Linked DNA regions of Pan troglodytes: region 2 is linked to region 1. The links are chromatin contacts, called in public Hi-C maps. All regions are on one chromosome and are shown on one strand. The core of a region is the stretch at or near the end of the contact, and the rest is flanking DNA. Distances in the headings are between cores, read along the strand shown.

Region 1 (5,813 bases), core at 2,990-5,489:
CTTGGGCTGGCTGGGCAGGAACTTCCTGCTGGAGAATTCCCGGATCCTCCCTAGGAGGCTGCAGCACAGCCTGGGAACTTAAGGAGGGAGGGAAGTCAGGGACACCCCTCCTAACAGGGGCAGGGCTTGTGGGCAGCAGGGTCCCCTGGCACTCTGGGCCCTGGGTCCTTCCCCAGCCCTAGGTCAGGCCAACTAGACCTCCTGCCCTCTCTGCACAGATGCCCTGCTGCAACCCCTCCACTCTGCAGCAGGGCAGCCCTAGCAGCCCCATGGGCACAGACTGGGGACTAGATCAAGACTTCAGATAGACTGGGCTTGCTCCAGGGTTGAAGATTGGGGGGTGGGGTCCAAAGACAGCCAACAATGAGGCCAAAGTCAAAGCACATTTTTATTAATAACATCACAGGCCTGAGTTGGCTGGGTGGGATAGAATTTGGGGCAGGCCCATCCTACAGACACATGGACACTGTGTCTCAAGACCCGCTGGCCACAGGGGATCCTTAGATGTACCCTAAGAAAAGACATACTCCATGTACTAGCTCCGGGGATCTGGGCAGGGCAGACTCGGGGCCAGCACCGGCTTCACTCCGGAGGCCAGTTTCCCATCTCACCCTTCTCCTCAAGAAGCAGGCACTGGGCGACAGAAATGGGTGAAGGAAGATGCCTCAGTCTTCTCTGCACCTCATAACCTTCTCCCTGCCCCCCAGAGACAAGCACCCGAGGACACCTTTCCGCCACCTCCCCTCGGCTGGCACAGCTCCACCAACCCTGAGCCACCTCCCTGCCACAAAATGGAGAATCCCTTCTCCTTCCAACCTGGGGGGTTCCTTGGGAGCCCCAGGAGTCAGCACCGCAGCCAGTCCCTCCCCTCCCTCACTTCTGGACACGACCCCAAGGGGGGTCTGTGCCCTTCCCTCAAGCCCAAGGTGGTGCTGCTGCTTCCTCCGTGCCCCTCCCTAGGTCTCCAGCATTCTCCAAAGGCTGGGGGGCAGCCTCCTTCCCCCTCAGCACAGTGTCCCTGAGGGCAGTAAGGGGAGATGGGAATGGTGATGAGGACAGGACCTTTGAAACGTTGTGCACATGTACCCTAGAACTTAAAGTATAATAATGAGAAAAAAAAAGAAGGTAATGAACCTAAATAATAATAAAGGTAATAGTAATAAGATAATAAACCTAATAGAAAAAAACAAAACACCCACTGGGGAAAGGTATTCTTAAGGCAGCTCTGTCCCCAAAGTGAGGACTGGGCTGAGCCCTTACTTGCCACCACCCAGAAATGACCCAGGCCTCTCAGCGCTACTCAGGCAACCCCAGGACTGTGACTCCTGGGACAGGGCAGGCTGGCTGGGGAGGGGATGGGAAGAAGGAGGAGGGACCAGAAAGGGCAGATACCAAGATTCAAACCCTTCGATGTGAAAAGACAAAAGTGAGGGGCTCTGCCAGGTGCTGACAACCTACGTGGCTGTGGATGAGGTAACACAGGGGCTTCCTGTGACATGGGCATGCACGCGGGCTTGGGGCAATTAGAAGGATGCCCCTCAGTGCCCAGCAGGCATGTTTTTTTTTGTTTGTTTGAGACAGGGTCTCGCTGTATTGCCCAGGCTGGAGTGCAGTGACACTCTCATAGCTCACTGCAGCCTCAACTGCCGGGGCTCAAGTGATCCTCCCACCTCAGTCTCCCAAGTAGCTGGGACCACACGTGCACGCCACCATGCCTGGTTAATTTTTGTATTTTTTGTAGAGACAAGGTTTCACCATGTTGCCCAGGCTTTTCTCAAACTCCTGAGCTCAAGCAATCCGCCCACCTCAGCCTCCGAAAGTGCTAGGATTATAGGCGTGAGCCACTGCACCCAGCCCCAGGTGGCAAGTCTTTCTGATAGGCACTGCTCCAAAGTGAATCACACTGTGCTAAGCCCCCGCAAGGGAGTGCCTTTGCAGCTTACAGCTGCACACTCGTCATCTCAGGAGGTCCTTGCAACAGTCCCCTTTCACGGGTAAAGAAACTGAGGCCTCTACTCAACATCACAGAGCAAGCTAATGCCAGACTAAAACCTCTGGCCTCCAAACCCCATGCCCTTTCCTTTTGTAAGCTACACAGACTGTCAGGGCAAATGTCCACTGAATAAAAGCATGAGATGATGAATGGATGGAAATTAACCAAAAAGGTCATCAACACATTTTCAACAGATCCATCAATGTGCACTCAAAGAAGCTGAGACAGGCCTAACCTTTAAAGGCTGATGTCAAGGAAGGGGAGCAGCAGGATGGTACTCGGTCTGACCCAGCGGGGTCGCTCCCCTGAGCCTATGTGTGTTTGGAGTGGACGAGAATGGGAGAGAGATTAGAAAAACAGCAGCATCATGTGAATTACAGATGCACAGGAAAGCTTACAGCCTGTCTAGACAAATTCACTTATGTTACAGATGAGGAAACTGAGGCTCAGAAAGAGGAAGGGACTTGCCCAAGGCCACATAGCAAAGGAATAGCAAAGTTGAGACAAAAATAATGGACATTGTGACTCTGAGTCAAGTGAGAAACAGAGAGACTGATGGAGAAGTGTGTGTGTGTGTGTGTGTGTGTGTATGTGCATGCAGTGTGCACTCACTCAGGGGGCCAGGGTCCTGAATTCAGAAAAACTACCACCAAGAAGGCATTATGCCTACCCTACCCAGGCAGTGGGGGCTGGAGCCAGGGCCCGGGGGCTGGAACCAGGGCCCAGGGGCTGGAACCAGGGCCCAGGGCCTGGAGGGGATGGTAAGCCTCCAGCCCCACCTTCTCCAGGAAGGGGCTGGTGGTCTGGCACGGGCCAAGCGTACCTGGCCATCCACAGTGCTCACCTCCACCAGGGTGATCTCTGGCCGGGTAAGCAGCTCTCGGCCCTCTTGGCTGCCTAGCTTCCAGAGGCGGGACTCTTGCTGCATTCCCAGAAGCTTCTTCAACTCCGACTCCAGGAAACCTGAGAGCCAGAGAGATGGCAAGGGACAGGGAGATGGCAGGGAACAGGCAGGAGTAGGGTGGAGCAGCCCGCTGGGAACCCAAGGACCCAGAGGTGCAACCGCTCCCTGAGCCTCATCCCAGCTCTTTGTGGTTCCTGCTCACCCTCAGCCACAGCCCTCTCTTCTTCCAGGACGTAGAGTCAGCCAGCCACCACCCCTCCTTCGCCCTGCCTTCCCCAGGAAGCTCACTCTTTGAGGGCCTTCTCTGGCAGCGGCAGCATGAGAGCCTGCGTCTTCACCCACTGGGGACAGCATGCAAGGGGCAGGTATTTACCCCCACCACCAACCAACTCAAGAGCCTGGATCTGGAACCCAAACTGCCTGCACTCAAGTCCCAACTCTGCCCATCACTAGCCGTGTGACATCGGGCAAGTTCTCACTGTGAACTGGAGATGGCAATAGGACCCACCTCAGAGTCATAAAATGCAGGATTTTATGAAAAGTGCTTAAAGAGGGTCTGCCCCATTAATGGCTATGTAAATGTGAACCACGATTTTCATCATATTATGTATGCTATCACCACTAACCCAACTGCTGTCCATGTCTGGGCTGCCCGGGGCTCTACTGGCAGAGAGGACCCTCCGGGGCTCTGTCACAGCAGTGCATGATGGGAAAACCAGGGATGGAGGCAGCCACTGAAGGCGTTAGAAGCCTCTGGGCTGGGAGAAAGGGTGGTGCTTGAGTAGTACCACCCCCGCAGTCACCACTTCCCAAACCCAGAGGAAGACCCGTTACACCTAGTGTGGCCTCCAGCCCAGCCACACGCTGCTCCCCGGTCTCGGGTGGTCATCTTAGGTCCTCTGGTACCATCTGGTGGTACCTGCTGGTATTGCACCCCTGAGCCGCCGGCCAAAGCGAGGCTTCCTGGGCCTGGGGGCACGTGGGAGGGGAAGGGCGGAAGCCCCCACTGTGTCTGTGGATCTGAAAGCCTTGTTCAGTGGCCACTGGAGGGCAACAATGCCTGGGATGAATGAGCTGTCCTCTTCCTTCATTTTCTCTTCCTCACTTTTCTCCTCGCTGGGCAAATCTTGGAGAGGAGTCCAGCCAATCTCTGAGCAGGTGAGGAGGCCCAGGACCCAAGGCCTGCAGCCCCACCCCACCCCTAGGCAAGACAGGAAGCAGGAGGCAACATGTCCCAAAAAGCTAAGAAAGGGGACTGCTCCTTCCGGGCCCAGGCCACATATTCTGGGGCCCAGCCTGATGTGGGAAAGGCCCCAACCCATGCCTCATGACCCCATCACCCACAGACCTTGGCCATGGCCGAGTTTTGAAGCTCCTTGTCCAAACTGTGGAAGTGGTTCCAAGGAGTTGCCTCCACCCTGGAAGAGGCCAACACGCAGTCTCCTGTGAATGGGTGGTGATCACTGACAGGCTGGCAGCAAGTGGGGTGGTCCAGGCCTTGGAGGGCAAGCACACAGGGGGCTGAGTTGTGGGTGGGGTTGCCCTGTTTTCTTTAGCAAATGCCTACTGTGTGCCACACACCGTTCTGGGCATTTTACAAAGAGTATCTCAGTTCATCCTTGCAACTTCCTTCAAGGATAGCTACTATTATATTCCCACTTTAAAGACGAGGAAACAGACACAGAGAGGTTGAGCAAGCTGCCACCCATCGCACGGCTCAGCATGTTAGAACTGGCATTTGAACCCAGGCAGTCTGACTCCAGCAGTCCCTCAAAATGTGTCCCGTGTCCTGCCAGGCCCCACACCCCTAAGAAGTTCTACAGGAAGAGGGTCCGTTTCTGGCGCTTCCCCTATGCCTATGGCCACCACACTCACCTTCAAGCAGACACTCCTTCTCCCTGGTGGAGGGCTCAGGGCTGACCTCACGGGGTCCTGTGGCTCTCTGCAGGTATTCTTCCTTCAACTGCAGGATCTGGATAAAGTGGCTGCTAATCCCAAAGCACAGTCAGGTGAGGGAGGCAGGTGGGGCTCAGAGATGTGACAGAGACCCCCTAAACCTCCCCCAAGGCTCACCCACAGGTCTGCTGGCCCTCTGCAGCCTTCCTCTCCCATCAGCCCCCTGCTCTGCATCTGGGGTCCTCATCATAGAGGGGGATTATCGCTCTCAAAAGTAGGGTGATGAGGGGGTGGGGAACAGAGAGAGAGGTGGGTCCCTGTCCTCACAGGGGATGGCTGCCAGGCCTGTAGAAGGAGCTGGGAGCAACAGGACGCCCCCGTCCCTCTGGCCCTGGCACATTCCCTTTCTACTCCCTAGCCCGTCCTCTTTCATATCTGGTATCCCCCATCCACAACCCCTCACTTGTGGGAGGACCCCATCTCTCCCTCCTCCCCAAACCAAATCCCCATCTCCAGCCTCCTCCCCACCAGATGCTTCTGTCCATTGGCCCCACCCACATCTCCCTGTCCTTCCCCACCAGGTGCCCTGTCCCAGACCTTTACCCACCCAAGGCCTCCCTCCCCAGACCCTCCCCAGCATGGGTCCCCCATCTCAGGCCCATGCCCTTCCCCCATCTCACGTCCAGGCCTCTTCTCAGTACCTCTGTCCCAGGCCTTGCCCACCTGGGTACCCCCCAATTCCAGCCCCTCACCTGTCTGAGGCCCCTGTTTTTCCGGAGGCGCCCCTGCTGGCTCCTTCCCCTCCTTCTCAGGCAGGTTGCCCGACACCTCCTGGCTTGCTATGGGCAGAACTGACTTCACCTCTCCGCCAGGCCTTCTTGCTCTTGCAGGTGTAGGTCACCATACGCCCCATGCCCAGCTTTAAGGGAGGCTGCTGTGACCGTTTTGAGAAGCCCCTGGGTACGGCCACAGAGAAGGGGTGGGGCGGCAAGGCAGATGGTCCCGGCCCCCTCCTCCCCA
Region 2 (5,912 bases), core at 1,063-3,562, 87 kb before region 1:
GCTCTGGGTCTGTGGGCAATGGAGGAAAGCTCCCTGGGCCTGGATTTCTCCCCGCTCTGGAATGGGAGGGAGAGTAGTAACCTCACTGTCAGGGCTGCTGTGAGAATGCCATGCGATAATGCAAGTCCAGTGCTCAGTGCCTGGTACATGGCAGGCACTTATTTTTTTAAAGGCCAACGCCGACTGGTATTGATATTTCACAGGGAGCTGTCGGGACTGCGTGACATCACAATAGCAAATGCCAGTCACGTCAGTGAGGGTTGTCTGCATGCTAGGCATGATTCAAAGCATTTAGCATAGGTGCATATAATAGTTTGCAAGCTGTAAAGTGCTGTCCACATCATAAGAAATGGCAGGCACTGAGCCAGGCCAGGAGACTCAGTCTTCACCTAGGAACTCAGCAAGGCTGGAAACCCCAAATGGGCATCCCAAGTTACCCCCTGAGCTGTGAGCTCCTCAATCATCGTTTACTGTCCCCCCGTGCCCGGTGCAGGCCTCATGCTCAGGGCCAGGGCCAGGTAGTCCCGTCACCTGCTTGAAGGTGTGCATGGCCTCCTGGCGCTGGCTGAAGTGCTTGAAGAGCAGCTGCAGGGCACCCGAGACCAGCGGCGCATAGTCGTGCATGGTGAGGTGGATGAGCACGCGCAGGAACATGCGGCCGCCCTCGTCGTCCACCTCCAGCATGCTGCTTGTCTTCCTGCGGGCACAAGGGTGCAGGGCGCATGGGTGAGACTGGCACACTCCCTGCTGTCCATGGCGGGTAAGGGGCCCTGGCACAAGCACACTCTCCACCACCCAATTAGCAGATGCAGGGCCAGTCTAAATGTGCTTAAAATATTGACACTTTCTCAGCAGTTTAACAGCCACTCCCCTGAATCCCCGGAGTGACCCGTGTCTCCTGGGATCTCTCGGGACTCCCCTTGATTAAGCAACTGAAGCAAGGACTCTTTTTTTTTTTTTTTTGAGACAGAGTCTTGCTCTGTCACCCAGGATGGAATGCAGCCAGTGGCATGATCTTGGCTCACTGCAACCTCCACCTCCCGGATTCAAATGATTCTCCTGCTTCAGCCTCCTGAGTAGCTGGGATTACCAGTGTGCGCCAACACACCCGGCTAATTTTTGTATTTTTAGTAGAGACAGGGTTTCACCATGTTGGCCAGGCTGGTCTCGAACTCCTGACCTCAAGTGATCTGCCCACCTCGGCCTCCCAAAGTGCTGGGATTACAAGCATGAGCGACCACACCCAGCCAGAAGCAAGGACTCTTAACACAGATCCCACTGCCACCATGCGGGGGATTCATGGATAGAAGCTGGGCCCATGAACAGAGATGGAGAAAATGTTACATCTTTATTTTTCCCAACCTCTAACCAAAATACAGCATTTCCTTCAATGAGGAAATATTTGTGGCACCTGTAAGTCTGTCACCAATAAATATAACAGATGTTTTCACATCACCTCAGAGTTGTTAAATCACAAAATATCGTTTATATTCATCGCTGCCTTGAAGTAGTGGTACTAATTACACCTACCAGTGCAGCTCGCTACTTAACGTATTAGTAAAGAGGCACATATATAACTGTCACTACTAATTTGTTTTCTCCAATATTTTGATAACTGTCGCTCCAAGCCACTGGTTCCCTTTGTCTTGTTATGTGCTTTATTTTATGAGTTTACAATCACCATTCTGAAAAGCAGTCCATAAGCCCTGCTAGACCCAGGCACAAGCCTGGCCCCAAGATGCTAAGAGCCCCCAGTGAGCCTCTGCCTCCAGCCCCTCAGGGCTTCGGGTGGATGGGATGCATGTCCCCACACTTCCGCCCTGCTGTGGGACCGGGGACGTTGTTCCAGCTGTCCAGCTACCTGATTCAAGTCCACTGCACAAGACAGGCACACCTGCCCTGAGTAGGGGTGAAAGAATGGCGGGATGACTGGGAACCAAAGGGCCCCCCAGATCTCTGGGACTGGAGAGGCAGGGGAGGGGCTGAGCACAAAGCCCGGTGAGGGTCTTTAGAGGGAATGGAAGAGAGGAAGAGCCAGCCCCCAGCCCAGGAACCCAGACCAGCCCAAGAGGGGGTGTCGAGCCTCCCAACCCCACACACCCCTGCAGCTCAACCCTGGCCTCACCCTACTCCAAACATGGCCTCCGCCTGCTCCCCGATGCGATCCAGGTTCATGTTGGCAGCTGTGGGGAGAGGGGCAGATGGAAGCAGGTTGTAGGCCCAGCCCGGGAAAGAGGGGAGCACAGGGAGACACTCAAACCACCCTCTTCCCTGCACTGGCTGCACAGCAGCTGCTCTGCCTGCCCCTTTCTGGGAAGGAACCAAGTAGGGGAGGAGCCACAGCCCCCTACTCCCCTGCAGGGCAGTACAAAGGGGGCAGAGATCCAGGCTGGGAGTCAGGAGACCAGATCCCGGTCTGGCTCAGCCTCTGACTGGCTGTCACCTCGAGCAAGTCCCTGCTGTTCTGTGAGCCTCAGTTTCCCCATTTGGAAAACGAAGGGAAGGATCCCTGCCCTTCCCCCTCACTGAGGCAATTAAATGAGACAATGGAAAGAAAAGGCCTTTGCAGACTAGAAAAAGGAGCAGGGCTGAGGAGCTGGCTCCACCCCACTGCTGTGTATCCCTGGGAGAGTCGCACAGCCTCAGCCTGAAGGCAGGGCAGGGGCTTACTGGTAGAGTCGAAGGCAGGGGCTGTGCCATCAGCCCCACTGTCCTGCATGGGAAACACCTCCACAAACTCCTTCTTGAAGACAGACAGCAGGTAGGATATGCGGTAATCCAGGCGGACATTGAGGATGAACTGGAGAAGAGAGGAAAGAATGGGGAAAGGTCAGGTGAGGATGGGGTGAGGACTGATCTGAGGTCAGAAGGCCCTTCCTACTTTATGGGGGCAGGGGGCAGGGGGCAGGGGGCCCCCAAATAGGCTCTAGCACTTGGGGCAGCGCAGTCCTCAGCACAGTCATTTGGGATGCTCCAGGATGTCACAGCAAAAAAAACAAGACCCCTCTCCCCAGGCCCAGGGTGCCCTCTCCCCAGCTCCTGCCCCAGTGATAGAGTATGAGGGCCTCCTCTCAGCATGAGGCAGCGAGCACCCCTGCGCCCGGCCCACTCAGTCCCTCTTTCCCAGGCTAGACACTGACAGGAACGGGAATGAAGCCCCCAGGTCCAAAAACTGACTCTTGTCCTCCTATCCTGCTCAGCCAAACAGACCCTGGATACTCACGGGAGGGGAAACTGAGGCCTGTGAGGGAGGAGGAGAGGCTACTGTGGGGCAGACGTGAGGATGCAGGGCTTGCAGACATGGGTGAGTCACACAGTCTCATGGGGCACTGAGCCTTTGGCCAAGCCCCAGGATGCAGACATGGAAGGCCCAGCCCTCAGAATGAGTCAGAAGCTCCCTCCACTCTGACCGCCAGAGGTCCCCCACGGAGGTCACTGCGCTACCCTTCCTGCCCTCCGGTGACAGCAAGGCAAAAGCAAGCATCTTCATCCCTCCTCGGGGATGAGCCCCTTCCTGGGGTGTGGCTGGGGAGTCTCAGATGAGACCACAACAGGGATGACTGCATCCACCTTGCCAAGAAATAGGTTCTTAAATCTCTAGCTCTGCTTCAAAATCCCTGTGACCTTGGGAAAGTCCCCTCCCCGCTTTTACCTCCCCGCTTTTACTTTCCCCATCTGTAAAATGGGAGAATTGAATTAGACTTCAGTGCACCTCAGAATCACCTGGAGGGTTTGTCACAACACAGCCCACAGGGCCCCTCTCCAGTGTTCCTGACTCAGTAGGTCTAGGGTGGGGCCGGAGAATGTGCATTTCTGTTTTTCTTTTTATTTATTTATCATTATTACTATTTTTTTTAATGGAGACGGGGTCTCACCCACGCAGGTCTTGAACTCTGAGCTCAAGCAGTCCTCCCACCTTGGCCTCCCAAAGCACTGGGATTACAGGCGTGAGTCACTGCACAACCAAGAATGTGCACTTCTAACAAGCTCCCAGGTGAGGCTGGCCCAAGAACCACACTGTGGGAACCGCTGGGCCTGACAGCCAATCACGATGGAGACTTCCAGTACTAAATACTGAGATCTGAAGGGATTCGCCCTGCCCAGCCTCCCTGTACCCGCCCCATTACCCTCCCCCTATACCCAACACCTCCCACACGGTCCTGGCCCAGGCACCTGAAGGATTTCCAGGATCTTCAGCTTGGTCTCCATCACCACAATGTCCTCATTCTCCTCAAACTTGCTTCTGTCCAGCGGCTCAGCAGCACTGGCCCCAGCAGACAGGCTGGGGGCACTGAAGACGGACTGCTTGTGGCTCAGCACCATGGTGGACATCATGTGCCCCACGCCCTGGATGGACCGCCGCACATTCTTGCCTGTGGAGGGGGAAGCAGAGGAGGTTGCCAAGGAGGTTGTAGAGGGTGTACGCAGGGGTCCCTGGTCTGATGAGGGAGGCAGAGGATGCATAATCTGTTTATGTCAGCTGCAGGGCAAAGCCTTGCTAAGGAAGGGACAGGGCTAACCCAGGAAGGCTTCCTGGAGGACATGAGCTTTAAGCAAATCTGGGAAAAGAAGGACGTGTCAGGGCAAAGGTGAGCTGTGTGGGGAGATGACTGAGAATTATCTGTAGGAAACCATGAGAGCAGCTACACAGCCTGGGGGCTGAGAGGACACTGCGGGGAGGACAGCCCCGAAAACCAGTGCCAGGCTCTAGGCACCTTTTGTTTAGATGACTTTATGCAGCCTGGGAGTGCCTGGGAGGGCAGGGCTGCCGCTCAACCCTCAGACAGGCTGTGCCTCCCTCCTCCTCACACACACGATGACAGAGCTGTCTCGCTCCTCCCTCACTATCTCCCCTCAAGACCAAGCAGGGTTGGAAGGCAACTCCCACAGACCCGGGGTCTCCAGGGAGTCCGGGCAGGGACCCCTCTGGTCCTGCTGAGGTGGGAGGGGCTTGGGCCCAAGATATCCCCTTGAGGCAGAGCCAGGTTGGGTCGGGGGAATGCGGGGCTGGGGAAGGTGTTGATCTGAGGGAACTTCCTGTGCTAGGAGGAGGCTGAGGACCGCCAGGGTGGCCCGAGCCGGGCAAAGGCCTCACCACCGGGGTCCTCATAGGCCTGCAGCATGGCCGGGGGCCCCTGCACACAGTCGATGATGCCCAGCAGTGTGCGAGTGAGCCGCAGCAGCTCGCTGAAGCTGTAGAAGCCGAAGTAGATGAGATTGTGCGCCAGGCTGACCACCTGCGAAGGGGGCGTGGCCGAGGTGAGGTGGGAGGGGCCGGCGCGCAGGGGCGGGGCTTCGTGGAGGGCAGGCCGGGACTGGGGAAACTAGGGCGAAAGGGGCGTCATGAGGGCGGGGTTCCCAGGAGGGAGAGCGGAGCAGGGAGAGGCAGCCCTTTCCCAGGCATTGGAACAGGAGCCTGCCTCTTGGAGAATCCCAGCCTTCTATGCGGTCCCCCTGCACTGGCTGGGGACACAGAAGGAAGTGGGGTCATGGATCCCACAGCCGACTCCTGGGTGAAGACTGAGGCCAGTGTGGGGCCAAAAAGAGCTCCACGGACCCCCAGCCCCTGGGCACTCCCCCAGCCACCTCAAAAGTGAGCTTGTTCTTCTCCTCGTTGGCAAAGGGCACGGCCTCGCTGACCACGTTGTTGAGGTAGTCCTCCACGAACTCCATGGTGTTGGCAAACTTGTTCTTCTTGTCATCTCGGGACGCGTTGAGGTTGGAATCATAGCTGAGGGTGGAGGCCATGAGGCATGAAGGTCCCTGAGATACACCCACTCCAGCCTCTGCCCCTGCCCCGCCCACCCTGCCTCCACCCCTCTCACTCCTTGATGGTGATGGCTGTGGGGATCTCAGTCCAGAGACGGGCAAACTTGACCGGCGTGACCAGCTCCTGGGGGTCACGGTCCACG

Evidence for each region. A called contact is a pair of places that touch in the nucleus more often than the background predicts.
Region 2: a Hi-C map of stem cell-derived neural progenitor cells shows a contact between it and region 1, with 2.4 times the contacts expected there. The contact joins the enhancer-like site here to the promoter of LOC134810291 in region 1. A contact is called at or near these places in 3 of 7 Hi-C or Micro-C datasets (induced pluripotent stem cells and stem cell-derived neural progenitor cells).

The regions. Positions count from the first base shown.
Region 1 is chr5:39,465,402-39,471,214 of NHGRI_mPanTro3-v2.0_pri, reverse strand. LOC134810291 (putative gametogenetin-binding protein 1) reads right to left here and starts at 4,239. Exons shown (of 4, transcript XM_063812901.1): 1 at 3,905-4,239; 2 at 3,402-3,405; 3 at 2,838-2,956; 4 at 376-633. The coding sequence starts at 4,219. The coding sequence ends at 583. It overlaps LOC134810290 (putative uncharacterized protein encoded by LINC00336), which reads left to right. Exons shown (of 2, transcript XM_063812900.1): 2 at 1,742-2,113. The coding sequence ends at 1,998.
Region 2 is chr5:39,550,796-39,556,707 of NHGRI_mPanTro3-v2.0_pri, reverse strand. ITPR3 (inositol 1,4,5-trisphosphate receptor type 3) reads right to left here. Exons shown (of 58, transcript XM_016955263.4): 19 at 5,826-5,912; 20 at 5,587-5,731; 21 at 5,096-5,237; 22 at 4,174-4,373; 23 at 2,671-2,800; 24 at 2,126-2,183; 25 at 532-697. Among named protein-coding and RNA genes, the nearest start is that of UQCC2, 38 kb to the left of the region's middle. Within about 2 kb of position 2,312, at least 4 of the 24 cell types and tissues checked have an H3K27ac peak or open chromatin away from gene starts, as enhancers often do. A contact at or near this core is called in stem cell-derived neural progenitor cells, where this site is marked.